Linked DNA regions of Mus musculus: regions 1, 2, 4 and 5 are each linked to region 3. The links are chromatin contacts, called in public HiChIP or PLAC-seq and promoter capture Hi-C maps. All regions are on one chromosome and are shown on one strand. Each heading gives the region's core, a stretch centred on a gene start, on an enhancer-like site or on the middle of the called end of the contact. The rest is flanking DNA. Distances are from core to core; before and after follow the strand shown.

Region 1 (5,246 bases), core at 1,893-4,392, 2.4 Mb before region 3:
TCAATTCCTCTCATCATCCTCTCTGGGACTCTGCTTCTAGACATTTACCTGTTTCTTCTGCCAAGGCCTGGTGATAGATAATGCAGGGCCACTAAACTAAGGACAGGCCCTATTGCTTCCTCATCTGGCTGAGAGAAGGATGGACAGGACAGAGAGCTCACAGGCAGGGAGAAGGCTCTCAAGCCAAGCATGAGCCTTCTTAGTTGGGAGGTTCGTAATGACTATTCCTGGTTGTCAACTTACTATATAGAGACTACCCTTACGTTCCGTGACTCTAGAGAACCCTGGCTAATACAAGGTCGAAGTTCGTGTTTCTGCCAGGTGGAGAAAATGGGCTGCTCTAGGACATGAGCATGGCCTGACCTTGAGTGCGGTCGCTCAGTCCCCGGAAGGCAGGAGGACGTCCTGCTTCTACTGCTTCCCCTGTGGCTCAGGGAAGAGGATTTGGTGCCTGACTCCATCTGTTCTTGCTCCTGCTTCAAAGATTCATCTTTTTTTTAAAAAGATTTATTTATTTTTATTATATAGAAGTACAGTGTAGCTGTCTTCAGACACTCCAGAGGAGGGAGTCAGATCTCATTACGGATGGTTGTGAGCCACCATGTGGTTGCTGGGATTTGAACTCAGAACCTTCGGAAGAGCAGTCAGTGCTCTTAACCGCTAAGCCATCTCTCCAGCCCCCAGCAAGCACTTTTAAACCACTGAGCTATCTCTCCAACCCTTCAAAATTTGTTTGTTTCTCTTCTCCTTCTCCTTCTCCTTCTCCTTCTCCTTCTTCTTCTTCCTCTTCCTCTTCCTCCTCTTCCTCCTTCTCCTCCTCTTCCTCTTCTTCTTCCTCCTCCTCCTCCTCCTCTTCTTCTTCCTCCCCCTCTTCTTCCTCCTCTTCCTCTTCAGTCAGGGTCTCACTATGTAGCCTTGGCTACTATACAGACTGGGCTGGCCTAGAACTCACTGAGATTCACATGCTCCTGCCTTCCCAGTCCTGGGATTAAAGGTGTACATCACCACACCTGTCAAAATCTCAGCTTTGGGCTGGAGAGATGGCTCAGTGGTCAAGAGTACTGACAGACTGCTCCTCTGAAAGGTCCTGAGTTCAACTCCCAGCAACCACATGGTGGCTCACAACCATCTGTAATGAGATCTGATGCCCTCTTCTGGTGTGTCTGAAGTCAGCTACAGTGTACTCGTATACATAAAATAACTAAATAATATTAAATAGGGCTGGAGAGATGGCTCAGTGGTTAAGAACACCGACTTCTCTTCCGAAGGTCCTGAGTTCAAACCCCAGCAACCACATGGTGCCTCACGACCATCCTTAATGAGATCTGACGCCCTCTTCTGGTGTGTCTGAAGACAGCTACAGTGTACTTAGATATAATAATAATAAAAAAATCTTTAAAAAAATAATATTAAGTGAAAACCTCATCTTTTCACCCAGAGCTGTTCCTCAGCTGGTCCCTTTGCTTTGTCATCTGTCTGTGCAGGGGTGAACCTGAGCCATCTGGGTGTTTGTTCAGGCATCTGGGTGTTGTCCTAAGAGCAGGCGGGGCCCAGATATGTGGAGTTTGAAAATAAAACAAAACAAAACAAAAAACTTCAGGAGACTGCCAGTCTCCTACCACTGACCTAACATTAACAGGCTCTGTAACTACACACTGGTAACTCACAAGCCCCAAGTGTCTGTGTTCACAGTCTTGTATGCGAAATTGTTCCTCTTTACTCTGTACTTACCAGGATCTGTCTGTAGCTGGCCATAGTGACCATTCAGACAGCATCCAGCTCTGTCCTGTTAAAGCCATTTATAATTGCATGTCTTTATTCAGTAACTCACACTGGCTGAAAAGGATCAGTAACTGGAGGCTGGAGAGATGGCTCAATTGGTAAGCCCAGTGTATTGTTCTTGCAGAGAACTAGGGTTCAATTCCCAGCACCCACAGAATTCCTCTCAGTTGTAACTCCAGTTCCAGGCGATCAGAGGTCGCCCTCTTCTGGCCTATATAGGCACTACTTGCACCTTTTACCAAAAAAGTTCACTTTGGCCTTTATTTTTTTCCCCTGATATTCAAATAATAATTATTTACTAATTTAGAATTTGGATGTAGCTGGGCAGAGTTTCACATGCTTGTATATAATTCCAACACTTCGCCGGGCAGTGGTGGTGCACGCCTTTAATCCCAGCTCTTGGGAGGCAGAGGCAGGCAGATTTCTGAGTTCGAGGCCAGTCTGGTCAACAAAGTGAGTTCCAGGACAGCCAGGGCTACACAGAGAAACCCTGTCTCGAAAAAGAAAGAAAGAAAGAGAGAGAGAGAGAGAGAGAGAGAGAGAGAGAGAAACCCAAAAAACCAAACCAACCAACCAAACAAACAAAAAAAACCCCAATAATTCCAGCACTTCAGGCGATTGGAGGCAGGAGGATCAAGAATTCAAGATCAGCGGGCAGTGCGGTGGTGACACCTGGCTTTAATCCCAACAGAGGGCAGGAGTTCCAGGACAGCCTGGGCTACACAAAAAAAAAATCGCCTCAGAAAATAACAAAACAAAACAAAAAAAACCAAAAACCAACCCAACCAACCAAAACCCCAAACCAAACCAAACTAAAAAACAAACATACAAAACCTGCTAGTCTCCAAAGCATAGATCCTTTAGGAACCCTGTCTCAAAAAAAAAAAAAAAAAAAAAAAAAAAAAAAAAAAATCCAAAACCAAGAAACCAAACCAAACCATGCATAAATAAGGGTTGTAGATGTGCGTGTGCGTGCATGCGTGTGTGCCTGTTGGTGTGAGAGTATGTGTAGCGCAGGAGTTTGGTAATCAGGTGTGACATCCCAGTGACAACAACGCTGAGGACCAGCGTGTGGCAGAGACTCTCTAAGCAGCTGCTTCCCAGAAAGCCCCAGGTGTCCACTAACTCCACCGCCTTTTTAGTGTCCGTGTGTCTGTCTAATCCTAGTGACCAATCGGAGGAGAGAAGAGGACATTCCACACTGCAACCACACTTAGGGGGCGGTGCGAAAAGCGAGGGAGGCGGAGTCTGCGTGATCACGTAGCTCACCCCATTGGCCAAGGGCCTCGCCGATGCGGAGCGATATGGAGACGCTCATTGGTCAGAGCTGTGTTGGCCGGCCCGAGGCCACGCCTTCCCCATCCAGCGGCGTGGTTTGGTTGTATTGCCGCCTGGAAAGGAGACGCTGCCCTTCCCCAGCGATGGGATCCCTGGTGAGTGACGGCCACTGCGCGGGCGACCAGATCAGCAGGGCTAGAAGCGAGGCTTGCGGAGCATGGAACCCGGCCCACGCCGGGGTCTGCGATCCAGCCAGCCCGCGAAGGTGTCCAAGGTGGGATGAGTGGATCCCCTGGACCAGGCGGCTCGAGAGGATGCGTGGCTCCGTGGGTGGAACGAGAAAGGAGCTGGGTCAGAGAGGAGACTCCCGGGCCTGGAACGCTGCGAGCATCTAAAAGTATGGTCGCGGGCACCTCCCCCCCCAGGTGTGCCGGCTGTGGGCAGCGCTGTATGTGGACAGCGGTCAAGGATGTCCTAGGGAGGTCGGGGCCAAAGCAGGAAGGTCCCTGCCCAGGCTCCGCAAGGAGCAGATACTGAAGCTTGGAATATTGTTGATGTTCACTGTGGGGTTGCCCAATGCCCGGCTGCGTGGGATCCCACAGAGATGTGCAGGGGTGGGACAAACAGGACATGAGGCAGAGTGAGCTGTAGTACTGCCTGGTTCTGATAACACAGCCAGGTCAAAGTGGGACGAGAGAATGCTCAGGCCAATTAGTAGGGTTGGCTTGCACAAAAGAGGAGGGCCTGGATTGGAAAGCCGGGATATCAGGCCTAAGGTGCCAGGGTGGAGGAGCAGATAACCTACCTGCTCAAGAATGTGGAGCAGGATTGGTGGCCAGCATTAGAATAGAGAGACAGGTAGGATATGATGATGAGCTTGGACCCTTCCTTCCTCTTGGGCACAGACAAGGCTAACTGGACTCACCTGCAAACAGATGCCAGGCCTCCCCTTCCCTCTCTCCTCCTGCCTGGATCCTAGAATAGGCTCACCTCTAATACCAGGTGGCCTTCCCAGACGTTCAAGGCCCTCAGGTTTGATACAAGCAAGCAGCAGGCAATGGCTAGGGTGCTCGGCCCAGCCTCGGTCCTCATCTCTCAAAGCCTCAGTATTCCTATCCTTGCGTGCTCTGAGAAGGACTCCACTGAGGCCTCACAGAGAGCTAGTGCGCTGGCTTGTTGAAATGCTCTGAGAAGTATATCTCCTGCTATTTGATGTCCTTGTCTCTCACTCAGTGCCCTGCCAGGCTGGAGGCACATCATAGCCCACTTAACCTCTAGGCAAAAATGTACCCTGCCCTTGACAGTGTGGCAATTTCTTTAGCCCTTGAACCTCACTCTGCCTGCCAGCCCTCTTGCCCTCTCCCCTCCCCCCACAGCCCTAGGGCCAGCCTGATAGGGCTGTATGCCTTCCCCCACTCACCAAGGATAATCTGTTCCTTGTTCATGTCTTGTGCTGGCCTAGTGACTTTTGGTCATCATCCCAGAGAGACAGGGTCTGTCCTGGCCTATGGTGTTCCTTCCTCTGAAGATCTCAGAAAGCATCCTTGAACTTGAACAAGACCCCTGCTGCAGGGTCTTGGGGTCTCAGAATATGTGATCAAACATCTCATCTGGCTTTGGGTCTTAGTGGGTCTTGGGCTATCTTTTCTCTCTGTGTCTCTGCTGGGGTGCACTGCCTGTTCCTGCTGTGTTAAGCAGAACCCAGAGTCCAGTAGACCTTGACATACCCTCTCTTCACCACTTAGCAACCGATGAGTTATTTTGGACTCCTGGCTTAGGTTGGACAAAACTCAGTTTCTTCATGAGAAGGTGGGGAGAGTCAGGGAGAAACATCTGCCCATATAGCTGTCATGACTCAGTTGGTTCATAGCAGGAAACACAACACTTGGGGGACAAAAAGTAAGAGAAGTATCTAGAATTCAGATCCAGCCTGTGCTACAGTATATGACTCTGTCTCAAAAATAAATATAAGTCAAAACAAAACAAACAACAAAACCCCCACCACCACAACAAGATCAGCACAAATATTTAGGCCACAGGAAGTGAAGCATTCCTGGCTCTGAAAAGGATGTCAGTCTGCAGCCTGAGATCTTTATTTAGAAGATGGCCAGTGTTTTTAGAAAGACTGAGAAAGTGCAGAAGGCCCTGAGTTAGGGGATGACCTATTTATCTCCCGGTCTCAGGGT
Region 2 (5,254 bases), core at 967-3,466, 2.6 Mb before region 3:
TTTTTTTTTTTGGTTGGTTGGTTTTTTTGTTTTGTTTTTTGTTTTTGCTGTTGTTGTTGTTTTGAGACAGGGTTTCTCTGTATAGCCCTGGCTGTCCTGGAACTCACTTTGTAGACCAGGCTGGCCTGGAACTCAGGAATCTGCCTGTCTCTGCCTCCCGAGTGCTGGGATTAAAGGCATGTGCCGCCACCGCCCGGCTATAACAGTGTTTTTAGAGAAACCAAAGTTGTAGGCTTTAGAGATGGCTCAGAGGTTAAGAGCACTGACTTCTCTTCCAGAGGCCTTGAGTTAAATTCCCAGCAACCACATGGTGGCTCACAACCATCTGTAATGGAATCTGATGCCCTTTTTCAGTGTGTCTGAAGACAGTGTACTCACATATATAAAACAAATAAATCTTTTTAAAAGAAAAAAAAAGAAAAGAAAAGAAAAGAAAGCAAGCAAAATTCTGGTCACTTGAGCTGAATCCTTCACCTTAGAACTGCAGAGGCTGCACAGTTCAGAATATAATGGGTCCCGAGAACTGAAGCTATAGGACATTGTGAGCTGCCTGTCACTTAACTTGGGTTCTCTGCAAGAGTTGAATATGCTCTTTAAAAAACAAAATTATGGGGCTGGTGAGATGGCTCAGGTGGGTAAGAGCACCCGACTGCTCTTCCGAAGGTCCAGAGTTCAAATCCCAGCAACCACATGGTGGCTCACAACCATCTGTAACAAGATCTGACTCCCTCTTCTGGAGTGTCTGAAGACAGCTACAATGTACTTACATATAATAAATAAATAAATCTTTAAAAAACAAAACAAAACAAAATTATGTTGTCTATATAGGTGTTTGCCTACAAATCCTTTGGTGTTACAGATGGTTGTGAGCCACCATATAGGTGCTGGGAACTGAACCTGGGTCCATTGCTAGACCAACATGTGCTCTGAACTGCTGCACCATGTCTCCAGTCTACAACTTTGTCTTTTTTTTTTCATTTTTTCAACAGTCTGTGGTGACATACACCTTAAATTCCAGCACTTAGGAGGCAGAGGGAGGCGGATCTCTGAGTTCGAGGCCAGCCTGGTCTACAGAGTGAGTTCCAGGCCAGCCAGGACTACACAGAGAAACCCTGTCTAAAAAAATCCAACCAAGCAAACAAGCCCAAGTTTCATCATAACATGTTCACACATGTACACGGTATTTGTATGATTTCCCTCCATTGCCTTCTTACCCATCAACACCTGCAGATGCCCTATTTCCCAATGTATCTTAAAAGAAAAAAAATTATTATTCAGGCTAGAGAGATGGTTCAGATGTTAAGAGCACTGGCTATTCTTCCAGAGGTCCTGAGTTCAATTCCCAGCAACCACATGGTGGCTCATAACCATCCATAATGAAGTCTGGTGCCCTTTTCTGGACTGCAGGTATCGTGCAGGCAGAACATTGTATATGTAATATATAAATAAATCCTTTTACAAAAAGAATTATTCTATGGATATGAATACACTGTCTTCAGACACACCAGAAGAGGGCATCTGATCCCATTACAGATGGTTGTGAACCATCACGTGGTTGCTAGGAACTGAACTCAGGACCTCTGGAAGAGCTCTTAACCCCTCAGCCATCCCCCCAGCCATCCCCCAATTATCTTTTAATGTATAATTGGTTTTGTCCCATGCTAATGAGTGTGGCTCTGACTGTACACTCTCAGCCCTATTTTCTTCAGTTTTTATGTATCGGTCTTCCTCCGTCTTAATAGGTTGTAAGGAAGTTGATGTCTTAAAATATTCATAAGTTAAATACTATTCCATCTGAAATGTAGGAAATATCTTTAGCCAGCCCCTGACCTACGGACAGGAAACATTGGCCAACACAACATACTTCCCAGGCCAAACCCTTTAAGTGGGTTGAAAAGTATGACCCTAGCATAGCTATTTTCTCTAACCTTATATAGCAAGCTTAGGTTCCAGGCGGCTATCAATAGCTACACCTGCATTCTTCTGTTAATCAATCTAGAGAAATCCTTCGCTCGTTTGGTGGCAGGAGGGTGGGTGCACCTGAGGGGTCTGACAGATCTGGGGTTCTGTCCTGTTTAAAAGCAGGGCCATGTGAGGTGTACATGGCGAGGCGGAGCCCGACGTGGAACGACCAATGGCAAGCGAGTAGGGCGGCACCAGGACCCAGCTACGTCTTAAAAGGGCAGCTGAAGGGCGTCGGGGGCCACGCCAGCACAGGCTCCTTCACTCTGTGCTAACATCAGTAGCGTCCTTGTCCTCCGGTAGGCATGCGCGCGCTGCGGGCCGGCCTGACCCTAGCGCTGGGCGCGGGGCTGGGCGCCGCGGCAGAGCATTGGCGGCGGCGGGAGGGCAAAGCGCCGGGGCTGCTGGGCCGAGTGCCATTGTTGCCGGTGGTCGCGGCCGATCTTCCCGCGCTGCCGGGGGGACCGGCGGGCGGCACCGGGGAACTGGCCAAGTACGGGCTGCCCGGCGTGGCGCAGCTCCGGAGCCGCGAGTCCTACGTGCTTAGCTACGACCCGCGCACGCGCGGTGCGCTCTGGGTGTTGGAGCAGCTGAGGCCAGAGCGGCTCCGTGGCGACGGGGACCGTAGCGCCTGCGACTTCCGCGAGGATGACTCTGTGCACGCGTACCACCGCGCCACCAATGCGGACTACCGCGGCAGTGGCTTTGACCGCGGCCATTTGGCCGCCGCCGCCAACCACCGCTGGAGTCAGCGGGCCATGGACGACACCTTCTACCTGAGCAACGTAGCGCCTCAGGTAGTCTCGGACCCTGGTCGCCCGCCCGACTGCAGCGTCTAGATCTTACTTTACACGTGCACCGTGGCGGGAGGGAGGAATCTTACAGTGGCACTGCAGAATCCGGGGTTTATCCTTCTTCAGCCTCCCGTGGGAAGCAGTGCACCAAGTAGTGACGGGCTGCAGCAATGCCTGTCAGCAAGCCACCCAGTGTGCTTCCTCAGGGAACCCGGGAGCTTGACTCCTCAGTCTACCCTGCTGGCCTAGGGCCAGTCAGGCCTCCAGGGCACACTGTTAGCACTGCACCTGCTCCCAGCAGGGTCTTGATTGTGAAGTAGGTTCCTGGGACATCCACCCAGTGGATGGAGATGGACAGGAGACCATATCCCACCCCACACCTTTTGTTGCTCGATTTTCCAGGCTGCCCAGGAACTCAAGAGATCTGCCTGCCTCTGCCTCCTGAGTGCTGGGATTAAAGGTGCACACCAGCACTGTCCAGTCCCCGTGCCTTTAGAGCTTGACCTAAGGTTTGGGAGTTCCAAGAGACCTTGGGGGTCTCTGAATGACTAATGTCCCCTCCTTCCTCCTTCCCTTGAGATGGGGAAAGCTTAGAGCATTGGAGTGCCAGGAATGGAGTGTGGCTAGCACTGGCTCAAAAACTGTAGTCACAGAGCCGTAAGGAGGGAGCCCTTCTTTGAGCCCTTGTCCTTCAAATGTTTGGGCATTGACATTAAGAGCTGGGGCATGCCTAATGGAAGGTCCGAGGTGTGCTCCTGAGCCTCGCTTCTCCCACCAGGTGCCACACCTCAACCAGAATGCCTGGAACAACCTTGAGAGGTACAGCCGCAGCTTGACGCGAACTTACCAAAATGTCTATGTCTGCACGGGGCCGCTTTTCCTGCCCAGGTAAGCCTGTAGCTGACGGGGCCTCCGACTCCTGTTCTCCAACCTTGGGCTTTCTGTGTCACTGTAGCCAGAGACCTTTGGGTGGCCTAGAACTCTGCTGTGCCCTCAGGTGCCTGGCCCCACACCTGCCTTTGCTCCCCACGTCTGACCTGCCTTACCACCTGTAACCCGTGGCTGCACGGGAGGCTGTCACCCTTGCCTCTGACGTGCTAAGGATTCCTGGCAGACAAATGAGCTGAGCTCCTCGGGAGGGCACAGAAAGCAGCAGCAGCAGCAGCAGCAGCAGCAGCAGCACGGGCTGCAGCACGGGCTGCAGGAGGCAGCGGCTGCTGCGGAAACCAGAAGCTACAGGCATCCACTACAGGCCATCTGGCGTGGCGCGGTGTGACGCCACCCGAGCACCAGGCTGGGGCTGGGGTTCCCCAGCATGGCCTCCCACTCGTGCTTGTTAGGTGTACTGCCTACGGGACAGGTTACAGTCACGTGAGCATAGGTGAGCATCAGGGTCTAGAGAGCTCATTCCTCTAGCTGCGTTTATTGCCTCCCATTCTGTCTGAAGCAGTATTGGGCAGAAAAGCAGAGGTTAAGCATTGGTCCCCACCTTACATAGTTCCCAGACCCAAGGAGGCACCAGGCCCAGCACAAACTTCTTGCTTGTTGGAAGTTAGGAAGGCTTCCTGGAAGAGGTGACCTTGTATGTAACCAGGCCTCTTGGCCATGCGCCCGGGTCTATCCACAGGACCGAGGCTGATGGGAAGTCCTATGTGAAGTACCAGGTTATTGGGAAGAACCACGTGGCAGTGCCCACACACTTCTTCAAGGTGCTGATCCTGGAGGCAGCCGGTGGGCAGATCGAGCTACGTTCCTACGTGATGCCCAATGCCCCCGTGGATGAGACCATCCCTCTGGAGCGGTTCCTGGTGCCCATCGAGAGCATCGAGCGGGCCTCGGGATTGCTCTTCGTGCCCAATATTCTGGCTCGAGCTGGAAACCTCAAGGCTATCACTGCTGGCAGCAAGTGATGGTGGAGGACTCACTGGAGCCCCTGGGGAGATGGGCTGACTCACATTAAAGGCAGTTATTTTTGGAGAGAAGACTTGACCATCTCTACTCCCATGATCCTCCTGTCCTGCTGCTTCCTCTACATCCTGGGTCCAGAAAGCGGGGAGGCGGGCCTCGATCCCACCTGGGTGAGACCAGGCTGCAGAGCAGCCAGCGAGATGAGTATGGCCTCCTGGAAGAAAAGAAGTTGGTTGGGACCAGGAAGCCAGGCAGCCTTCCCAGCTGCTTGTTTTCAGGCCCCATGTGAGACCTACCTCAGGGTCAGGAGGGATACTGGTGGAACAGTAATTAGTGATATGGGCAAGACTTCAGAGACAGGGAGACTGGGGCTGCCCGTCTGCATAGTCACTGCCCCTGAGGCTGACAGCAACAGAGCCTCCCCCATAATATCCACAGGCACTGAATCCCATGCTAGTCTCCAGGATGGGTGCATAGATCCTGTGGATGCTCAGAGCTTGTGGCACACTTTCCCCCAACACCCAGAGGGACCTAGGATACAACCAAGGAAGCGGAAGCAAGAAGCCCTGCAGAGGGACAGACAGACAGAT
Region 3 (5,321 bases), core at 2,306-4,805:
AGGTGGCAGAGGACAGGGAGAGGGACTTGAACAGAGACAGAGACTTCAAGAGACAGAGATGGAAACAAGATACAGAGCAGAGAGACACCAAGAAACGTGGAGGAATACAGCAACACAGAGATTCCAGACAGAATGGGGCAACAGGTGAGGGCAGCGGGGCTCCGGCCAAAGGTCTAGAATTCACAAGTGTTCCCCATTTCAGATGAAGGAACCCAGGATCAGGGAGGTGAAGTGACTCGCCACAGGTCACACAGGAAGTGAGCTAGCACGACACAGGCCCTCAACAGTTCTATCAGTTATCTGAATGCCTCGAGGGCTCTCCTGCCTTGTCTGGTATATTTGTCTTATTAACGTTTCACAGTGTAACTCATACTGGCCGGGAACCATGCAACCCAGACAGACCTTGAACTCATGAGACTCTTCCTGCCTCAGTTTCTGGTGTGCAGAGTGTGCAAGCCTGAGCCACCATGTCTGGCCCAATGTTTCTTTTTTATGATGTGCATTTATTCTGTGGTGTGTGGGGGCAGGCACATGCCGCAGCACACGTGTGAAAGTCATAGCTAACTGTGGCAGTCTGGTTTCTTCCCACCGTGTGCATCTCAGCTATCACACGGAGGTAGTCAGGCTTAAGAAGCAGATGCTCTTACCTGCTCAGTCGTGTCACTGGCCACCCAAGCTTCTTTGTAGGAACTGAGGGGCTTGGTGTTTTGTGGCACTGGTGCTTGGACTCAGACCCTTTCCTAGGCAAATGGTCTACCACTGTTGCACTCAACTCAACTTCTAGCCAATATCTGACTTTCAAAAGAACTTTCAAAAGACACTGACGGTACTGAGATGACTCAGTGGGTACAGGCACTTCATCATCAGGCCTGCCGATGCCCAGGGCCCACCCACATAGTACAAGGAGACATCTGACTTCTGACCTCCCTAGGCACACAGATGCACACATACACACAAGCACACATGCTCAAGTCAATGTCAAAATAAATGTTAAGCAGTTAAAATTCCACTTAGTACTAGGGACAGCACTCAGAGCCCTCTGTGTGCCAAGCTGCCATCCTACCACTGAGTCACACCCCTTACGGACCCAACCCACCCAAATCGAATTTAAAATTTAGTTCAGTCATACTTGCCACACTGTAAGGACTCAACATTTCCATGTGGCCAGTGGTGACCCTATTGGATAGTGTGGGTAGGTCAGAGCCTTACTGCAGAAGTTCTAGACACCTCCAGCTAAATTAATAAATCAGCGATGGGGGCAGCTGGTGTAAACAGGTGCACAGACCGGGAGTCCCCAAGAACTCAGATCCTATCCCAGGAAGGCTCCCTGTAGGTGAAGGGCAAGCCAGTAGCTGGGGATAAGGTGAGAAGTCCCCTGCGGGTGGGGCAGCTGAGGCACCTGTAGGTAGAGCACAAAGGCCAGCCGGTTCAGGTACTTGTTATTCCCTGGGTCATAGGAGTAGGCCCTGCGGAGGTTCTGGAGGGCAGAGGAGAAGTCACAGAGTTGGATGAAGGCCTCAGCACGGAATACATAGAAGTCTACCTAAAGGCAAAGAGACCCTGGCTGTTATTTCCTCTCCAACTTCTTCCCTTCCAGGTGGTTCCAGAATCTGATGGTCCTGGGAGGAAGGGCTAAGCAGGTTTGACAGTGACAGGGGGTGGGGGACTTATGCCCAGCCAGTTGCTCCCTGGGGACCACTCTGACTCTCCTCTTACCAGTTTGGGGTCCAGGTGGAGGGCACGGGAGAAGAACAGCACAGACATCTCCCAGTCCTCTTGTAGGAGGCACTGATGGCCTTGGTTATAGCTGTGAGGACAGGACAGGACAGGACAGGACAGGCAGTGGATCTGGTATTGATCTGGGACCAGCCCAGGACCTTCTCAGGGCTAGAATGGGGTATGCAGGAGGGAGGGCTGAGGTAAAGAGGCTGCAAAAGCCATCAGAGCTCCACAGAGGCCAGGCTGACCTTCCTGGAGCTCTTCCAGGGCATCAGCCCCTTATCCCTCTACCCTCGCTGTTCACTGAGACCCAGAGAGGGATAGCAGCCAGCTTGCAGCTGAACCCAGTATTAATAATGGTTTTGTAGAGTAGGAACCTGGAGTTGGAGACAAAGAAGTCACTCACTACTCTCTGACTTTGGCAGGCACTGTTGATCCTATCATCCTTCGTTTTGTAGGATCTGTCATAACATAGAACACATGACTGGTCCCAAAGATGCGTCGCAGGATCTTCTCTGGGGCTTCAGGAACCTTTAGCTTTGGAGTTTTCTGGGAACGGGCACTGTGAGGCTCCTGGAACCAAGCCAGGGGCAGTAAGCTCAGAAGGCCTCAGGAACACTTCCCCCAGGAGCTTTGCCTACTGGAAGAGGTGTGAAGAGGCCTCCTGGTAGAAGGCACACCTAGTCTGGGGTTCAACAGTCCCCCAGGGCTCCAACATTTCTCTAGCCCTGCCTCTCTCCCTGTCCTGTGGTCAAGGTCAAGGAACCACTGCACCCTCTGCTCTCCTCTTGGGCTTTGTCTGCTCTCACCTTGTGCTCTAGCTGCTCATCGTTTTCAGACCCTGCTGCACAAGGTTCCTTGTGACTCCCGCCCTGGGATTCTCACACTCGTCAGGTCACATTGAGCAAGCACTTCACCTGACTTCTTCCCAGGGCTTCTCACCTCTGTGTGATCACCCTTCCCATAGTCACCAGAATCGGGGAACCTATGTCTCATCAGTCCTCAAGTTCTGTGTTTCACTCCTCAAAATCTCTCCACTTGGGCTGGGCACGGTAGTGCATACCTTTAATAACCCCGTTCTAGAGCTAGAGGCAGATGGAGTTCTCTGAGTCTATAAAACAAACAAACAAAACCCCAAAACGTTAAAACAACAACAACCCCCCCAAAAAATCTCTCTGCCCTCTCTCTCCCTTAGGACTGGGAGGCCAGTCACCCTTCTCCCCTACCACACTACAAATGATGACCTCTGACCTCTCCCAGTTCCCCTGAAGGGCTTGACTGGCTCTTCCTCAAGCCCTTCTTGCGGCCCCGACCTCTGCCTCAGCTTTCCCCTTCTCAGCCCTCACCTTGCTTCTGTCTGTCATGGCCAGGTTTCTAGGCTAACTTCTGGGCTAAGCATACTCTGAGGTTCCCTAGCTCCGTTGTTGCTAGGCACCAGGTCCACGATGTCCATAGGCCCCGCCCACTTGGCCCCGCCTCCGAGAGTCACTAGAAACTCAGCAAGGCAAGCCAAGGCCTAAGTCAAGGAAAGAACCTATGGGCAGTGCACGCCGACGCGGGCCAGGGTAGAAACTTAACGAGGTACCAGCCCTCGAGCAAAGGCCGAGCAAAGGCTGAGCCATACAGGGTGACGCGTCGCGGAGGAATGCACCCAGACACTCGCCCGGGCCCGCGATCCACCCACTTCCGCCCCGCAGAGACATGGCGGACGCCAAACCCAGCCTGGATTGGGCGTCGCTGGACATGTCGTGATGCTATTGGCTTAGGGATGCCTGACGTCAAGGGGCGGGGTCCTGGCTGTGAATGGGAGTCGGCACGTTGAAGTCCGGTCTTTTTAGTCCAGGGATGCGGCGGAGTTGGGCCTTGAGCCGGCAGGTTTCCGAGGCTCGGTTCCCCGGGAAGCGGTGGCTGGTGAGTGGGGCGTGGGTGGCTACACAGGGACGCGGGGCTTGGCTCCGCAGCTACGCTTACATTTAAGTGTATGCGTTGTATGCATGTGCCCTGTGGCTGTCAGAGGGCAACTTAGGAGAGGGTTCTTTCCACCATGTGGGTTCTGGGGATCGAACCCAGGTTGTCAGGGTTAGCAGCAACCTTACCTTCGGAACCATCTTTTCGGGATAGTTGTCCCTTTTTCTACTTAGTCAAATAGGCGCAATACTAACTGGCTCCAAACTTTTAGTTTTGCTCTTGCACCAGGGAGCGGCATCCTCTGGCTGGTGGGGCCTCCAGGAGTTCCCAGACCCTTAAGTGCTCCTTCCCAATACTGTCGCTTCTGTTTCCTGGTCAATGTTTTGGGTCCTGAGTGAGTGTTGCCTACAGGTGGCTGGCCTGGGGAACCACGGAATGCCCGGCACCCGGCACAGTGTGGGCATGGCGGTGCTGGGGCAAATAGCAAGGCGACTGGGAGTGGCGGAGAATTGGACTCGTGACTCGCGCTGTGCTGCTGACCTCGCCCTGGCCCCGCTCGGGGATGCTCAGCTGGTACTGCTCCGGCCGCGGCGCCTCATGAACGTCAACGGGCGCAGCGTAGCCCGAGCTGGTGAGTTGTAGGTTTCATGGATAAGAGGGCACAGGGACCAGAGAGAGGGTTCAATTGTGACAAGTGCCTGGTGAGCCCCAATTACTACAGTGAAGGCTTGGGGAAGCCTGTTTACATATGGGGGTTGTTGTGACCCCTCTGAGCAGATATGCAGTAACTAGAGTGTTGTTTCCCTGTGCCAAGCGGAGCTGTTTGGGCTGACTGCGGAGGAGATCTATCTGGTCCATGATGAACTGGACAAGCCGTTGGGAAAGCTGGCTCTGAAGCTGGGGGGCAGCGCAAGGTGAGGCTCTTATGTGCGTAGGTTTGGGTAGGGATGCTGGCCTCTGTTGGAGTGGAGTAAGATTGTTGAGACTATCTATCTCGATAGGCTGGGCTGCTCTGAAGAAGGCCTGGGCAAGGGAATGGAGGAAGGGCACTGCCTCAGAAAGTACTAACTGCTCTTCATATCCCCTCAAGGGGCCATAATGGAGTCCGTTCCTGCATTAGCTGTCTGAACTCCAATGTGAGTCTACCCTTCTGCCCTGCCCTGGGTGGGGGTGGCTAGCATTGACATTGTATCTCACCAATGCATCCTCATTCCCCTGGGACCCTACAGGCAATGCCAAGGCTGCTGGTGGGCATCGGGCGCCCCACACACCCTAATATGGTGGAGAACCATGTCCTGGGCTGTTTCTCCCCGGAGGAGCAGGAGCTACTGTCCCCATTGATGGATCAGGCCACTGACCTGCTCCTGGACCACATCCGTGCTCGAAGCCAGGGACCATTGTCAGGCCTCTAATACCAGTGGATATATCTACCTGTTTGACTGCCTGCCGGTGCCATGAAGCCAAGACAGGGCCACAGAACTGCAATGACACAGTGGTACCCAATGTTTATATAACTTCCCTGGGTTTCCCCAGGCTACTTGCAGATTCAAGGAGGGACTGTGGCCACATCAGTCTGTTTCTGCAGCAGCTTGGTCTCCCCGTTCGCTATTTGCGGTGTAGGAAAGGTCTAGGAAGGGTAAACTTTCTGAACCTTTTGAGAGCTCCAGATGGGTAGATCTGCAAGATTAAAGATA
Region 4 (4,963 bases), core at 890-3,389, 2.7 Mb before region 3:
ACAGACATTCTTGGTGGGTTGGTTTGTTTCCCCCACCCCCCACCCCCCCCGTGGGTGTGCGCCAAGACTTGATGTCAGCTCTTGTCTCTTAAGCCACATTTAAGACATTAGGGGTTTGGGGAGTGAAGAGCAGAAGTTCAAGGCCATCCTTTTCTAGTTCCACTCCCCACCTCCCAACCCCCAGAAAAAGAAAATAACTGGTTTATGTTGGTTCCTTCTCTTGTAAAGTTGAGTTGCCGGTGGGGCTGCCTGGCAGATGACAGTTTATCAGGCACTAGACCTGGGGATCCATTCCCATTACTTAACCCAGTTTAGTTTATCTGTAAAATATACTTAGTATCTTGTTTTGGAAGAGTTTGAGGCAGGGGTCGTGGCTGAGTGATAGGGAACTTGCCTCTTAGGATCCAAGCCCTGTTTTTTAACCCTAAGATTATCTGTAAAAGTTACTTTGTATCTTATGAGGGTTACAGGAAAATACAGCCAAATGCAGCAGGAGCCTAGGGTAGTGATTTGGTATGGGAGTGCTAAGGGCTAATGCTCTAGCCCTTTTACTTTTAGACACTTAGACACTGTAGCCCAGGCTAGCCTCTGCCTCAGCCTAAGTCCTTGTTTTGTTTGTGGAATTTCTTTGCTACTGTGTGCCAGGACCTCACAGGGCTATCAGGAATCATTCCTGGTGAAGGCATCACCTGAGTTTTAGCAAATGTTAGTCACAGTTTATAGCTCTCCTTTTTGTCAGACCGTTCCCTCTTTAAGAAGCCTGTCCACAGTTGCCTGTGTTGGAGGTCTCTAGGCTTGGGAGCTGTGTGGGTTAGAGGTCCTTAGAGGTTGTCGCCAGATTTAAGCTTACCAATTGCAACAGATGAGTGCAATTAATTCACCGACTTGAGCATAAGGTGCACCACCAGGAAGGCCTAGCTGAATTTCCTGGAGTTGAGATGGAAACTTGGAGGAGCACATTTGTATTCTCTCACCATGGACTGTATATATATATATATATATATATATATATATATATATATATATATATATATATATATATGATGTATTTTACATTTATTGTCTACCCACCATGAATGACTTGACTTAAAGCCACATTGCTTTATGTATAAGAGCTGATAATAAAACGGGAATACTGAGAGTATGGATAGTTCAAGCTCTAGTGGTAGAGGAACCAGGTAGAGAGCTTTCTGGATTTCCAGGACCACGTGTTGGGATCCAGGTAGACAGAGAACTATCTTTTCAAGTCCTGAAAAACAGTGTTTAACCATTAAATCCCTCCGACATAGTGCTTAAGGACTTTTTAATAATCTAAAGCTGTTTTTGTTTGTTTGTTTGTTTGTTTTACTGTTTTAGCCTTTGACTTTTAAACATTTCCCCATTTGTCATCACCAAAAATGTGCTTCCCTCACCACTGAGATCAGGACACCTGTACGAAGTTGAGCAGAAGGACCTGTGGCAGAAAGGTCCTTCCTACAGTCAGAGAACTTTCCTGTGGTTCTTTTGAGTGTGAATATGTAACAGATTTTTAAAAATTCAGAACCGAGGGCAGAGGCTTGAATTGGCCCATGCATAAACCCGGTCCCGCGTGTAAACTGGATAGAGGAACTGCTTGCGTGTGGCTCTGCACAGCAGCCTAGAGTTTGAGTCCCCAGCTTCTCCATCTAGAAAAAAATGAAGGTGCCCGGGTGCAGAACTCAGGCGCCTGATTGTAGCCAGGGTACTCCTAAGGCCTGTACTTTTGAGGGGCTGCGCGCGCCCCCTCTCCAGAGCCCCCAGCCGCCCCGCTAAGGGAAGCCACTGAGCCACCACGTGATGGAGTATTGGGGAACGGAGGCCCCGCCTCTCAAGTCACCGCGCGGCGCGCAAATGTCCCGGGTCGGCTGGAGAAGGGGAGAGCGGGGGAGGGGAGCACCGCGCGGGGGCAGGACCATGCGTCGCTGAGCCGCTTCCTCCCGCCTCTCGTCCAGGCCCCAGTGTCCCCACCGCCGCCGCCGCCACCCGCCACGGCCCCGCCCCCTGCCCCGCGGCCGCGGCCAATCGCTGTACGGCGCGAGCCTCTCCGGCCGGGGGCGGGACTTGCGCAGGCCCGGCGCGCCTGCGCTCTGCGGCCTGCCCCTCGCCGGGAAGAGGAGGAGGTGGTGGTGGAGGAGGTGGAGGAGGAGGAGGAGGCGGCTCAGGGCAATCCAGAAGCGAGCCGGAGCGCGGGGCGCGAGTCGAGGAGCCCAGCCGAGCCGCCGCCGCCTCCCCGCCTTCAGCGAGAGCCCCGGCCGGGGGCTCGCCACAACGCGCCCGGGCCTGCCTCCGCGTCAGGCCCCGCGGGCAGTGCCAGGCAGCCAGGGGGAGGGCAGGCAAGTGAGCGCCGGGAGGAGGCGGCCGGAGCGAGCGGGCGCCGCGCGTGTGGCGTGAGGGGAAGCCGCTGGCCGCCCCCTTGGCCGTCCCTTCGCTCCCCCTCCCCGCTCCCCGCCCCGATCGCGGAGGGCACCATGTCTGCGCCGACGGCCAAAGCCAGTAAAAAGGAGCTCAACTCCAATCACGACGGGGCCGACGAGACCTCAGGTGAGGACCGGGCGCGGCGGGGGCCCGGCCGCGCCGCCATCTTTCGGCCCGGACCGCGGGGCTGCGGGGGGCGCGCGGGGGCCGGAGAGCCGGCGCCTTTTTTGTGTGCGGCCCGGGACCGGGGGGCCGGGGTGGCGCCGTGGCGGTGAGCGGTGCGGCCGAGGCGGGGGCGCTGCGGCCTGCGCGGCGGGCGGAGACCCCCCCTTCCCCCCGCCCGCGCTCTCCTCCCCCTCCCTCCCTCCCGAGAAGCCTCTCTTTATTGTGCTCCGCCATGATGCCTCGCTCCCATCAGCCGCCACCGCCGCCACATGGTGCGGCCGGACGCAGCCTTGCGGCCGGGCCTCTAGTGCCGCCCTGCTTCCCGCCCTGAGCCGGCGCTACCGCGGAACCGGGAACCGGGGTTTGGGGCGGGGTAGGGGCGCGGAGCCGGCGGGAGGATGCTCCAGGCTGCGCGGGTTGCGCACCCCACGTGGGGCAGCCACACTCGGGCGCGCCGGGGGTGCGAGGAATCTGGCCCCGAGGCCGTATGATGCAGGGGCTTCAGGGGCCTTTAGGACGCCTAGCCCTCGCCTGGAGGGTCGTTTCGAGCCCAGGACAGCTGCAGAGCCCGGGCTGGTTACCGGAAATGAGACGCGCGATCGGGCCCCTTCACGCCCACTTGGCTTTGTAAAAGCCTTCACAACCCTCGGACAAAAGGGCACGAAATAGGAGCACACCCCCTCTCCTTTTTATGGCTCCAAGTTTTTGAGTAGGGTTTTCCCACGAAGTGTCCTGAAATACTGCACGGCCGTATATGATGACCAATCTCATCAAGAATGGGTTGAAGGAGTAAGGTCAGGTTTACATTCTAAGTCTGAGAAGACGACTCCGGGAAGTTTGGTGACTAACTGGTCTTTGTCGGTGTATATTGATAATCATAACAAATTGAGAGCACTTTAAATTTTTTTAAAGCAGTTATAACAGTTGATAGTATCCTAATTTGTTTTATGGCCATGGACTAGTTTCCACACTAAGTGGCAGCTGGCACTGGCACCCTTTCTCTTACAATTGTATAATATTAGTAATAAACATGAAAAATTCTTGAATGAGGTGAAGCCTCTCATTCACCTTTAATAATGAAGGCCAATGATTGCACCTTTGTAACGAACGAAACTCTTTGAAAAGTAATCCAGGAGTGAAGCATTTTTCCGAGTAGCGGAGTAGATGCCTTAATTTGTGAATGGTAGGGTAATGAGAAAGTAATTCTCAACTGCGTGCTCGAACACGTGGGGAGCATGCTTTGTGGTGAGCTTCACTGTTGCAGTTCCCATCCTGGGATCAGGAAGAGGAGCTTGTAATTAGTGTTGAGTCTTATGTCCCCTTTCTTGTTTTGCAGAAAAAGAACAGCAAGAAGCAATTGAACATATTGATGAAGTACAAAATGAAATAGACAGGTAAAATATATTAATTCATGTTATGGAAAGTTCTCTTGTGGAACTGATTTGGCATCAGGTAACTACAGGAAGGTTTTGGTGAGCACACTCGTGTTTCAGTCTGGTTATAACTCCCGGGTTAATGTAATCTTTCCTCAGCCTTCCCAGGTGCGGGGGTACTGTAGGTAGGGTGCTCTTTCAGAGGTGCAGAATTAGAGTCTGGCTGCTGCTACCTGGGTTTTTTTGGTTTTTCAGAGACAGGGTTTCTCTATAGCCCTGGCTGTCCTGGAACTCACTCTGTAGACCAGGCTGGCCTCAAACTCAGAAATCCACCTGCCTCTGCCTCCCAAGTGCTGGGATTAAAGGCATTTGCTTGTTTTGTTTCTTGATTAACCTTCACTTACACTTTCTGCTACTGGGGACACAATAACTATTTGGAAATACAGTATACAGAAATACAATGTTGCCAGACTGGAGATGAGCTGAGTTAGCTCAGTGGTTTTGGTTGTCAGAGGACTGGGCTGCAGGGTAGCAGATACTCTGTTCCTAAGCAGGGAGAGAAAAAGCAACAGTGTTACCAGCATGTGTCAGTTGGGTATTTAGCCTTTCCATCTTACCGCCTTAGGTTTTGATTCTAGTCTTTATTTGTTTCAGACTTAATGAACAAGCCAGTGAGGAAATTTTGAAAGTAGAACAAAAATATAACAAACTCCGCCAACCATTTTTTCAGAAGAGGTCAGAATTGATCGCCAAAATCCCAAATTTTTGGGTAACAACATTTGTCAACCATCCACAAGGTATGTGGTGGGTCAGCACTGCTGGTCTGCTAGGACCTGGAGCTTGGGGAGCTCTGGGGACAGTTACCTCACAAAGCTGCAGTTGGGACAAGAATAGTCTGTTTGCAGTTGGTGGTTTTAGTAGAAAGAGCAAAGTGGAAGGGTGTTCGCTGAGTTTTTGAACATTTAAAAGGGTCATTAAGTAGTCTCATTCCC
Region 5 (5,590 bases), core at 2,081-4,580, 2.7 Mb before region 3:
TCTGTATATGGGTGCCGGGGATTGAACTTGGGTCCTCGTGTTTGCAAGCATGCTTACAGTCTGAGCCATATCCCCAGGACTTTGCTCACTTCTGAAGCCAGAAACCCAGCTCTAGTGAATGAACCAGGTTTGATGTTGGTCCCCAAAGAGCTGACTCCATAGTGGTTTCTGAGCTCACATTCCTGGAATCAAGAACTGCAGCAGTGAGGCTAACGAAACACACCCACCAAAGGCAAGACCGTAAGATGCTTCAGTGGTTAGTGCTGCCGAGACTGAAAGCCTGCATTCAGCCTCGGGCCCCTCATGGTGGAAAGAGAACAACTCTTATAAATTGTCCTCGGGCCTCCACAAATGTGCTGTGGTACTTCCCTAAGTAACTGTTAAACACAAACGAACACCTGGAGGCAAAGTGGGCCCTGAGCATGTGGGCCCTAGATGCCCCTGTACGAACCCAGTGGCATGAACGGTAACAGCAAGTGTTCTTCACCACTGCGAGCATGAGTGAAGGATAAACTCTTCTCTGACCAGTGTCTGGTTTCATCCTACCGCTCTCTCCAGGGTCAGCAGGGGCAGGAGGACACCATTCTCTGCGTAAAGCAGGGAAAACCGAGGTTCAGAAGGAGCAACAGATTCACGTAACTATATACAATAAGCTGGCAGCAGAACTGTGCTAGGCCCTGGCTCACCACAGTGCTAGTCTGGGGTTCTGGTCAGAGAAGCTTTCTCTGCCGTTGAGGCTCCTGTCTTCTAATCACTGACTTTACACATTTACATGTTACTTAATTTTGTGGTGCATGGGGTGGGCCCCAGGGGTTTATGGACCCTAGGCAAGTGTTCTATCACTCAGCCATAGCCTCTGACCCTTGGCCTTGCATTTTCAAATCCTCTGGCCCTGCTCAGCCAATAGCACAGGCCTGATGATGTAGTCAGGTTCAAGGGCTGAGAAGATCTGGAGTTGTTCTCCTCAAAGGCTGCAGATTTTCAGCCTGTGCCAGGGGCCTTCAGAATTCACAGCCTCTACCTGAAGTTCGATCACACACTCAGTGCCACAGATAGGTCCAACACAGTTCTTTTCCAATCTGTCTGGAAGACATCGTTTTGCTTATATTATGTTACAGAATGGGGATATTCAGGGCTTGATTTTAAAAGTCCTTTTTGGGTCAGGCATGGTGGTACACACATATAATCTGATGGAACTGTATCAGGAGGCAGTTGCAGATCAAGCTCTATGAATTCAAGACCACATAGCAAGATTGAAGCCAGCCTTGTCTACATGAAACTGCCTCTAAATAAATAAATGAATAAATAAATGTATGTATGTATGTATGTATGTATGTATGGCCACCAGCTGGAGTTGGTGGCTCCTGTTTGCAGTCCTAGCCTTTGGGATGCTGAGGAGAACTGCTGAGTTCAAGCTCAGTCTGGATTCCACAGGCCGTTGCCAGTCTCACTACAGAGTGAGAACTTGTCTAAACAAACACAACAAACAATCAAGGCCAAGGTCACAGATACCCCGAAGAACAGACCATTACTTTTACCAGTGAATGGTGTCATAAAGTTCTACTTAGCTTCCCCCAGTATTCCTACAAATCCTATGAGCCAGGGGAGTCAGACAGAGCTGGTGATGCCTCCAGCTGATGCTAGAAAGAAGGGCTGCAGGACTGTGTCGTGGGTGGATCCCTCCTGTCATGTACCACACTGCCACACATGCACCCTGTAGCTTAGCAGTCCTATTCTACAGATGGAAAGACCGAGGCAGAAGGTCACCTGCTCACATTCTAACTACGAGGAAACAGTAATGTGACATGACTTTCCCGCAGAAATCTCTTTTAATTTCTGCCATGGATGTTCAGTACAGACAGCAAGAGGGCACTTAAAACACAGGGCTGAAGTACATTGGTCATTTGTCACCTCAGACAATTGATTCTTCTCCAACATTTCAAAAATTACAAATCAACCCTGCATCACAAGCCAGTCCCTAATATGTTCCCTGCGGTTATTTCTTCTCACTTGATTTCCTTGCCACCCACTCTGCCTCCTTCATTCAGACCCAAGCGGGTTCTCTTGCCACCACAGGATCTTTGCGCCTGCTGCTGAATGCTGAGCCCCCAGAAAGCTGTAATGACTTTCTACCTCACTCATCTCTGCTCAGACAGAAACCTCATTAGAGACCTTCCCTGACCATTCTATACAGAGGTCCCAGTCTCTGCTTCGTGACACCTATTACTATCAAACATGTTGTACGTTTATTTACTGAATAAGGCAAAGCACATCGACCCTTCATACCTAACAAGAACCTCTTGGTCAAAGCATAGCTTCTGTGACCCCCCTTTCAATGCTATCTCCACCGGTCACTCTAACTTGAAGCCTGTAGAGAACCATTCTGTCAGAAACATCATTGAGTTAGCTTTTCCCAGGCATTAGGCACCACTACCCCCAACCCTCTGCTCCCCCTCCCGTCTCTGTCATACACACAAGGCACAAGCAAACCCGGGGAAGCTTTGACTGGTTAAAGAGCAGCTAAATCTACCCAGAGCTAGCCAGAGCGGTCAGTTTTAGTTTCACCTCACCTATGGGAGCCATTGATCTTCAGCAAGCCCACCCGCTCTTTTCCGACCCTGTTGCACTATCTTGTACCTTGGCATCGCATTTTGGGAGCTGATCCAGGAGCCAAGCCATCCCTAAGCTTTTAAGTAGCACGGCTTCGGGGGTTGGGAGAAGACCTAAACTCATCCAACAGGTAGGAGGGGCAGAGGCTGGCCTCCTAAGCCCTACGTTGAGCCCCCATTTTGCAAGGGCGAGCGTCGTTCTCATTCTAGAGAGAGCTCAATTTTCAAGGCAAAATCCTCAGACCTGGGTGGCAGGCGACGAGCGCCATCCCACCACTAGCCTGTGGTGGACCTCTGCAAGGAGTCGCAGCGACAATGCTTAGACCCTGAGACAGGGTGAAGAAAAGGATGCAGGTACGTCTCTTGGCTCGGCATTTAGGACGTACCCTAGGAGGGGGCGGCCCTCAACGGGGAGACAGGATGCTTCGCAGGCTTACAAGCGGAGGCTGCGGCCCGGGGGAATCGGCGGCCAAAGCGCCGCAGGAGGTCGGATCCGGTCCGGGTCCGGGTCGGCGGGGCGGGGCGGGGCAGGGCGGGAATGCTGCGACCGGAGCCCCGGACGGAGGCCGTTCCCTTGCCCTCGGGCCGCCGGCTGCTTGGCTCCGGGCCCAGCCCCTCCCCCCGATCCTGTTCCGAAGGCTTGGAGAGCCTGTGGCTGCGGGTGTGCTGTCAACAAAGCGTCACTTCCGGGCCGCCCCTTAGCAGCAGAGGAGGGGTTCTCTCGTCTTGTCCCGCCGCGAACGTGGGCGGAGGCGGCTGAAGGTTCCGGGTTCTCTGGGCTGCTCCTGCCCAAGCTGAGGCCCCAGTCTCCACGTTAGCTTCCAGGGTTCCTTCTAGCGAGGGGCTAACTCGCAGGAGCAGGTTCAGGACAGGATTGACTCCATCTTACCTAGTTAGTGCTGACTCACCCGGTGCCCAACCCGACGTCTTTTGGGCGGTCTCTAAGCAGCCACCACATTGCCCCTCAAAATGTGCTCCTCCTTCTTTCCTTCACGAAAAGGGCCATTCACCCAGGAGCTGTCAGATAGCAGGAGTGAGGCTGTTCTTGGCCACTGCGTTTTCTTCTAGTCACCAAGGATCTCTTAACAGTTGTTTCTCTCTTCCTCCAATAGTGCCCTACTGTCCATCATTTTATCTTTCAAAAATATTATTTTAATTATGTACATAAGTGTATATGTGCTTATGCACGTGACGGCAGCTGCCTGCTGAGGACAATAGCCCCGGAGCCCATGAAGCTGAAGTTACAGGTAGTTGTAAGCCCCACAAACGTAGGAACCGAACAAGCTCTCTGGTCTATACTTCCTTTTCATTTTAAGATTTTTTTCCCATTTATTTATATGTGTGCATGCATATGCACATGTGCAGGAGATCAGAGCACTGTTGGCTGGAGAGGGTTCTCTACACCAGCCACGTTGGTTTCAGGGATCAAATTCAGTCCTCACCATGCTTGTACCAAGCACCCTTACATGCTGGGCCATCTCACTGGCCCCATCACCATTTCTTCTCTTGATTTCTACCATAGCCTCCGAACACAAATCCCTTCGTTCCTTCTGCAGTCTCACAATCAGGGCATCCAGACTTTTCATCTACCTTCTCTCCTTACCCAGTCCCTCAGTAAATTGTTTCCTTCTGGTCTCCTGTCCAGAACGTTCACAGTTGAAATCAGTGTGGGCTCTTTGCATCTCTGTCATTCTAAGCTCAAACAATCAGGCAGTAGGCTTAAACATTTTTCTTACTGCCCTCCACATCTGGTAAACTAACAACACTTTTTGCTTAAGGAATGCCCTGGAGTGAGGTTAGAGAGAAAGAAGGGAGGGGATGTGGAGGCTCAAACCCAGGTCCTGTGGCAGACAGGAATTCTATCATTGAGCGCGCGCACACACACACACAAAATACTATACATACACCTTAATCTTAGCACTCAGGAAGCAGAGATAGGCAGATTCCGTTAGTTTAAGCTAGTTCCATGACAGCCAAAACTACACAAAATAACCATGTCTCTAAAACAAAAAACAAAACAAGAAAAGGAGAAAAAATAAAAGAAAAGAGAAAGTAGATACCTTAAGTAGGAAGGTAAATAACTCAAAATAGGTTCAGGAAGTCCCTGAAACTAACCAGATTCACTAAGACCCTCCCTGCCAGAGAAAAGAATAAAAAGTTGAGAGTTCTTAGTCAAGCTGAGCTGCAAAGAAGATACTGAGACCAGACCAGCTACATGTAAGAAGAGGAAACAAGCTGAGCTGCCTATGAGAGATTTAGACCACAGTCAGGTGGAAAGTACATTTCCCAGTCTGTTTAGCTCTCTGCAGACTATGCTCTGTGCTATAGGTTTCCAGCTTTTCTGAACTGTCATCTTCGCAGAGATGTGCCTTGGTCATGCCACTGTCTTTGAGTCATTTCTGTTCCTGTAAGTAATACCAATAAAACTCACTAGCTCACCAAACTGGACTGTGGTGGTATATTTGGTCTGTCCGGAATTCCCTATCCGGGGTGAGTAGACATGCATGTTGTTAACTTTCTAGGAAAAAATTGTCACATAACACCCTGTGTATGGCAATCCTAACTCAGCAATGTATTGAAACAATTCTACATGCACGACTGTCTTAGTTTAGGGTCACTATTGCTGTGAGGAAACACCATGACCAAAAGCAAGTTGTGGAGGAAAAAGTTTATTGGGCACACACTTGTCCATCATAGTCTTTGAAGGAGGTCAGAGCAGGAACTCAGATGGCAGAAGCCTGGAGGCTGGAGTCCATGCAGAGGTCATGGAGGTCACTTGTTTGCTCATCTTTGTTTGTTTGAGGCAGGATTTCTCTGTGTAACTCTGTCTCACACTATAGGCCAGGCTGGGGTTAAACTCAGAGATCACCTGCCTCTGCCTCCCATGCACTGGGATTGAAGGTGTGTACAACAAGTGGGCTGATACATCTAAGTATTTTTTAAAGATTTATTTATTTATTATATGTAAGTACACTTCATAT

The links. Promoter capture Hi-C pulls out the DNA fragments that hold promoters and counts their contacts. HiChIP or PLAC-seq counts read pairs in DNA pulled down with a chosen protein or histone mark. Capture Hi-C pulls out chosen DNA fragments and counts their contacts.
Region 1: a promoter capture Hi-C map of liver shows a contact between it and region 3, with 3 times the contacts expected there. The contact joins the promoter of Miga2 here to the promoter of Ptrh1 in region 3. A contact is called at or near these places in 1 of 39 promoter capture datasets (cranial neural crest) and 1 of 9 other capture datasets (liver).
Region 2: a contact with region 3 is called in a promoter capture Hi-C map of liver, with 4 times the contacts expected there. The contact joins the promoter of Endog here to the promoter of Ptrh1 in region 3. A contact is called at or near these places in 2 of 39 promoter capture datasets (hematopoietic stem and progenitor cells and liver).
Region 4: a contact with region 3 is called in a promoter capture Hi-C map of neutrophils, with 6 times the contacts expected there. The contact joins the promoter of Set here to the promoter of Ptrh1 in region 3. A contact is called at or near these places in 2 of 39 promoter capture datasets (neutrophils and pre-B cells).
Region 5: a contact with region 3 is called in an H3K27ac HiChIP or PLAC-seq map of double positive thymocytes, with 6 times the contacts expected there. The contact joins the promoter of Zer1 here to the promoter of Ptrh1 in region 3. A contact is called at or near these places in 2 of 39 promoter capture datasets (liver and pre-B cells) and 1 of 115 datasets of contacts at active chromatin or transcription factors (double positive thymocytes).

Annotation. Positions count from the first base shown.
Region 1 is chr2:30,361,091-30,366,336 of GRCm38.p6, forward strand. It overlaps Miga2 (mitoguardin 2), which reads left to right and starts at 3,143. Exons shown (of 16, transcript NM_001242407.1): 1 at 3,143-3,215.
Region 2 is chr2:30,169,308-30,174,561 of GRCm38.p6, forward strand. Endog (endonuclease G) reads left to right here and starts at 2,217. Exons shown (of 3, transcript NM_007931.1): 1 at 2,217-2,759; 2 at 3,535-3,644; 3 at 4,384-4,762. The coding sequence starts at 2,268. The coding sequence ends at 4,666. Gm31080 (a long non-coding RNA gene) reads left to right here. Exons shown (of 4, transcript XR_866091.1): 4 at 990-1,028. Spout1 (SPOUT domain containing methyltransferase 1) reads right to left here. Exons shown (of 12, transcript NM_172660.4): 12 at 4,140-4,878. The coding sequence ends at 4,786.
Region 3 is chr2:32,772,266-32,777,586 of GRCm38.p6, forward strand. It overlaps Ptrh1 (peptidyl-tRNA hydrolase 1 homolog), which reads left to right and starts at 3,556. Exons shown (of 5, transcript NM_178595.3): 1 at 3,556-3,630; 2 at 4,039-4,258; 3 at 4,442-4,541; 4 at 4,718-4,763; 5 at 4,857-5,321. The coding sequence starts at 3,565. The coding sequence ends at 5,039. Ttc16 (tetratricopeptide repeat domain 16) reads right to left here and starts at 3,368. Exons shown (of 15, transcript NM_177384.3): 1 at 3,066-3,368; 2 at 2,783-2,830; 3 at 2,126-2,292; 4 at 1,717-1,807; 5 at 1,400-1,543. The coding sequence starts at 3,083. Cfap157 (cilia and flagella associated protein 157) reads right to left here. Exons shown (of 9, transcript NM_025619.1): 9 at 5,148-5,304. The coding sequence ends at 5,233.
Region 4 is chr2:30,064,335-30,069,297 of GRCm38.p6, forward strand. Set (SET nuclear oncogene) reads left to right here and starts at 2,140. Exons shown (of 8, transcript NM_001204875.1): 1 at 2,140-2,559; 2 at 3,935-3,992; 3 at 4,626-4,768. The coding sequence starts at 2,487.
Region 5 is chr2:30,121,281-30,126,870 of GRCm38.p6, forward strand. It overlaps Zer1 (zyg-11 related, cell cycle regulator), which reads right to left and starts at 3,331. Exons shown (of 16, transcript NM_001290503.1): 1 at 2,996-3,331.